Linked DNA regions of Sus scrofa: region 1 is linked to region 2. The links are chromatin contacts, called in public HiChIP or PLAC-seq maps. All regions are on one chromosome and are shown on one strand. Each heading gives the region's core, a stretch centred on a gene start, on an enhancer-like site or on the middle of the called end of the contact. The rest is flanking DNA. Distances are from core to core; before and after follow the strand shown. Region 1 overlaps PPARG (peroxisome proliferator activated receptor gamma). Region 2 overlaps SYN2 (synapsin-2).

Region 1 (2,705 bases), core at 49-2,548, 240 kb before region 2:
TGCTACAGACATCATACCCAAAGCCAGACCCTACCTGTGAAAACCGAGGTACATGGATGTGACCCAGCTCACAGTCGCAATGCAAGGTGATGGCAGCACTGGGACCAGATTCAGGTATAGCTGTGTTTTGTTTTAATATAACTCCCGACTTGCTTTCTCAGCTTCCAATCAGGGAATATTTCTGCTTCTTGGAAAACCTGACTCTAACCATCATAACCCGTTCTGAGTTTTCTCAACAGTAGTCATCAATAAGCCTGCAGGTGTCTGAGAATCCACTGAGGTAGCCTGGGCTGCTGGGAGCCTCCCAGAAGATAAAATTCATGCACAGCAGAAGGACAGAGCTATTGAGAGAGCACTACAGAAAAGAAAGGAGATGTAATATCTGAAGCCTATTTTTGTGCCCCATGGAGAACCTCCTAAGAAAGGACTCAAGTCATTCTCCTGAATGATACAATAATGGAACTGAATATCTCTTCCAAACCGAGGTCAGGCCCTTCCAGAGAAAAGCAAGGCTGCTTGAAGGGATACAGTTGTGGCCAGTTATTCTGATGCCAAGAAAAGACAGGGATCCTGAAAGGGTGTGGTGGGATGAGAGGTCAGAGTTCATTTGTTAAAGTTAAAATGACTTGTGCAGCATTTTTTTTCTTTTTTCTTTTTTAACAGCCTCACCCGAGGCATATGGAAGTTCCTAGGCTAAGAGTCCAATGGGAGCTGCAGCTGCTGGCCTATATCACACAGCCACAGCAATGCCAGATCTGAGCCGCATCTGTGACCTACACCACAGCTCACAGCAACACCAGATACTTAACCCACTCATTGAGGCCAGGGATCAAACCCACATCCTCACGGAGACTACATCAGGTTCTTAACTCACTGAGCCACAACAGGAACTCCTAGGCAGCATTTTTATACTGTTCTTAAACATTTTATTAGGAGAACTTGAAGGAGTTTTTCCCTATTCAGAATGATGTTTACTTACCCTGTCTGAAAATACTTCTCTTTCTGTGTTTCAGACTCTGCCTGCGGTAGGTACCGGCCAATAGTCGAACAGTACTGTGTGTGTGTGTGTTTGTACACGTGTGATCATGTGTGCGTGCATGTGTGCGTGCGTGTGATGTGGTAAAACCATTTACTCAAGGGGAGAAACAACAACAACAACCCCAGCCACCCCAAATGAAGACAGGAGAAGAGAACTAACTGATTTGTCTGTGGTCTTTCCTGTCAAGATCGCCCTCGCCTTTGCTTTGGTCAGCGGGAAGGACTTTATGTATGAGTCATACAAGTGCTTTGCCAGGGCGCGGAGGTCAGCAGACTCTGGGTTCAGCTGGTCGATATCACTGGAGATCTCTGCCAACAGCTTCTCCTTCTCAGCCTGTGGCATCCGCCCAAACCTGATGGCTGCAGAGGAAGAGAAAGGGCAGGACGAATTAGCACGTACTGCTGCTCCTAAAGTGCACGGTTCTCTCCCCAGCCCCTGTGCTTCTGTAAAAGCCTCTCCTTCTCTCCACCAACATCAAGTTCTGGTTTCTATTTACAACTCTGCTCGTGTTTTTCTTTCACAGCAATAGCTCGAGGTATTGGTAAAAATTAAACCCTTCACTTTTGAAAGAAAGTAATGCATGATATTGCTGGGAAGGTAAAAGAATTCGAAAGTTCGGCAAAACAAGGAAAAGTATATTTACTTACAAATGAAATAATTGAGAGCCAGCTCCTACTGATCCCTCAAGACCCCACCCAAATGTCACCTCCTTTGTGAGGCTTCCTCTGATTTTTTCGCACAGAGTTTAATACTCCTTCTCCTATAATCCCCCAGCCCTCCATGTATTCTTCACACTGTACTGTATTTCATATGTCTATTTAGCCCACTCCACAATAACACCCTGAAAACTAGGGGCAGTGTCTTTATTTATCTTTGTATCCCCGGCACTTGACATGAGGTCTGGCCCTAAGAGGAGCAACATGTTTCATGAATGAAGGAAAGGAATTGTGCAGAATTCGAAGTTGTAGAGATGTAAGCTTTGTTCTCAGGGAGTCAGTGCAATCTGTTTCGTCCCTGTTACAGGGAAATATAGACAGTGCTTTCCTTCATGTGATGAAGCCAGAAAGTCCTTTTACGTTTAGTGGAGAGAAGCCATAGTGATCCCCCGGAGTTTTTCCAGGATCACCGCTTAATGATGTTTGTCAAAAAGACAATTTCCTTAATATTTGGCTGCCTTCGGGGTGAGGAAGTGTGAAAGAAGAAAATGAATGAAAGAAAGGTAGAGAGGAAGGAACATTTATAAGAAAGGTTCGTGAGGCCCAGGTTGGAGAAAAAACTATCTGCTTGTAACTCTTACTCAAATATGTTTTTCTACCTCTTTACCAATGCTATCAGAACAGCATTATAATTATTTTTTTTTACCAGTTATCACACCTCTTCCCAAGTGCTTACACACTATTTAACAGTTAAATTAAAAAAATGGGAATATGACTGACCTATTATATTAGTTTTAAATATATAGCAATGATTCCATATTTGCGCATATTGTGAAATGATCACCCCAATAAATCTAGTTAACATCTACATCACACATAGTTACAGTAACTTTTTTCCTGTGATGAGAACTTTTTTGAGAGCTACTCTCTTAGCAACTTTCAAATACGTAACAGCATTATTAATTGCAGTCACCATGCTGTACATTACATCCTGAAACTTATTTATTTTA
Region 2 (2,813 bases), core at 13-2,512:
TAGAAAATCAGAAGAGGCTGCCCTCAGGACTGAGCCGTCTTCTTCCTTCTTGCATGTGCATGGCCCAGGGTGTCATGGTTTTTTTTTTTTTTTTTTCTCTTCTTCCCCACATGAAAATCTGTTCTCAATCTATATCCAAACTAAAAGACCTATAAACAGCACAGAGTGTAGATCTTCCCTGGGTGCCTGAGGCTTGCACAAGAATCAGAACCTCAAGCTAGAAGATAAAAGCACCAACAGTGTTCCCAGTAAATACCTAGCACTGGTCTGGACATTTATCTCTAACAAGGTTCCCTAGTTTCTAGATATTATTGCCTATAACTCCTATTCTTTCAGCCAAGCATCTGTAGGCATCAAGAAGTTAGAAAAGAAGCTAGAAATAGTAGAGGATTCCTATTTCCCACCCTGCACTCAAAGGGTAAAATCAGGCCTGCCAGTCTTGGGGAGAGTTTGTGAGCGCCTGGCGCCACCCCCTGGCAAGATGTGTGCTGCAGACAGGCTGTAGCCCCAGCTCGCTCACCCATGGAGCCGACTTCGCTGCACGGGTGATTCTCTCCAGGTACTTATTTGCTGCTCTGACAAACCAAGCCTGAAAATTAACTATTGCTTCTAAAAAGTGTGTGTCCCCACACCCAAATCTAGATTGTTGGCTTTTTTTCCAACTGTAGAAAGAAAGGCTGTGATTTGTCTGTAAATTCAGCAATAATTTACTAAATACCCAGTGGAAGATGCTGGAAACGTAGTAGTTGCCAAGCAGAGAAAACACGTCCAGAAAAGGAGACCAATATGCTTATGGGTAATTTGCTAAGGTCCTTTTTAACTCGATATTTATAACTAGTATTCACAGTCCTACCTCTCAATATTCTCCTTTAAAAAGTATTTAATGCCCACAACTAAAATAATAGCAACAAAATTTCATAGAGCTCAGAAAGATTTAAAGTGCAAACTAAGTTTCCTCTGCCTTCATGAATGTTACAAGTTAGCAGGGAGCAGAAACATAAATAAAATCCCAGAACATAAGGCATAAGATGCATTAGGAGTGTGGACACTACACTGTAGGAACCCAAAAAAGGGAAATCTCTGCCTGGAGAAGTCCAGGAAGGCTCCAGAGACAGACCTGAGTCTTAAAGAATGAGGGGGACTTTGCCACAGAAGAAGGAGAAAGCAGAATTGAAAGGCCAGTGCCAAGGCACAGAGGCTGCCTGAGCACTGAGCACTGAGCACTGCACAGCCCAGCTGCCTTGGGAGTAGGTCACACAGACTGAGAAGCCAGAGCTGAGGCAGCGGAGAAAGGGAAGGGACAGACTGTCAAAGAATATCAAATGTCAGGCTGAGTAGGTGGGACATAACAGCTTCCAAAAGACCTTTTTTTAATCTTTTATTATGAAAAAAATACATCCTCAATAGTTTTCAACATTTTGCAAATGTTTTTCATTTATTATTCTCACTGTTGTTGAGACTATTGGGTGTGCTAAAGAAAATCCCAAATATCATGTCATTTCTCTTGTAAAATTTTAAGTAATATCTCTAACTTACAATGGCTTAAAATTTTTTTTATTGTGGCCAAATATATAACAAAATTTGCCATTTAAACTATTTTCAAGTGTAAACTCAGTGGCATTCAGTACATTCACAATGTTGTGCAACCAGCAACACTATTTCCAAAACTTTTTCATTATCTAAAACAGAAACTATGTAACCATTAGGCAATAACTACCTATTCCTCCCTTCCCCTAGCCCCTGTAACTTCTAATTAACTTCTCTCTCTTTCTCCCTCTTTTTTTTGGGGGGGGGAGGCAATTAAGTGTTTATTTAAAGAGAGAAGAGTGAGAAGATAGGTGCGGGGAAAATACAGGCACAGACAGGCTGGGTCAGGGTCAGGGATGGAAAGGGAGAGAGAGACAGAGAGGAAGAATGTAATTTACTTCTCTTTATGGATTGCCTATCCTAGGGTGATGAGTCTTTAATAATTATTATTATTTAATAATTAATAATAATTTAAAGTATCTTTACTGAGTTGATAATCAAATTTTCCCAACTGTTTCCCAAAACATTGTCAAAGATTTTACGTGGAAAGGTGACATAATCGGATGTGCCTAAGATCTGAGAGACCACTTTGTCTGGGACATAGAAATGAGTAGAGGGAGCCAACCAGGAATCAAGAGCATTTGGGAAGCTGGTGCTGTAACTAGACTAAAGGACTGCTGTTTACTAGTACATGGCAAACCAGTAGCTACTGCATAACACCCATCAGGCAACTCAATTGATCATTTGATTGGTTAGGCCTAGAAACTTTGAAGATAACTGGGAAATGATAGTGATATTAAAAATAGGCTTTAGGAGTTCCCATAGTGGCTCAATGGTTAACGAATCTGACTAGCATCCATGAGGATGCAGCTTAGATCCCTGGCCTTGCTCAGTGGGTTAAGGATTCAGCATTGCCCTGAGCTGTGGTGTAGGTGGCAGATGCGGCTCGGATCCCGCATTGCTGTGGCTATGGCGTAGGTCAGCAGCTACAGCTCTGATTCGACCCCTAGCCTGGGAATCTCCATATGCCTCGGGCATGGCCCTAAAATAAAAAAGAAAAAAAAATGGCTTTAATTGAGTGATACAAAGACATCCCCTACAGATGTTCTGGAACAAAGACAAAAATGAGACCTAATATAGGTAGGCCTTACATTGGTAAAAGGGTTCTTAACTCAAATCTAATTCATGAAGCATAAAACTTTCTTTTAGTACACCGAGAAATGTCTGTTATGGGTAACTGGTTTAGGAATAAGAAAAAAAAGAATAGGAAGAAGTGACCACTTTTC

The links. HiChIP or PLAC-seq counts read pairs in DNA pulled down with a chosen protein or histone mark.
Region 1: an H3K27ac HiChIP or PLAC-seq map of alveolar macrophages shows a contact between it and region 2. The contact joins two enhancer-like sites. A contact is called at or near these places in 2 of 2 datasets of contacts at active chromatin or transcription factors (alveolar macrophages and skeletal muscle).

What each region holds. Positions count from the first base shown.
Region 1 is chr13:68,405,579-68,408,283 of Sscrofa11.1, reverse strand. PPARG (peroxisome proliferator activated receptor gamma) reads right to left here. Exons shown (of 7, transcript NM_214379.1): 5 at 1,199-1,398. Among named protein-coding and RNA genes, the nearest start is that of PPARG, 43 kb to the right of the region's middle. Within about 2 kb of position 1,298, at least 14 of the 83 cell types and tissues checked have an H3K27ac peak or open chromatin away from gene starts, as enhancers often do. A contact at or near this core is called in alveolar macrophages, where this site is marked.
Region 2 is chr13:68,164,605-68,167,417 of Sscrofa11.1, reverse strand. All of the region lies in intron 2 of SYN2 (synapsin-2), which reads right to left. Among named protein-coding and RNA genes, the nearest start is that of TIMP4, 25 kb to the left of the region's middle. Within about 2 kb of position 1,262, at least 5 of the 83 cell types and tissues checked have an H3K27ac peak or open chromatin away from gene starts, as enhancers often do. A contact at or near this core is called in alveolar macrophages, where this site is marked.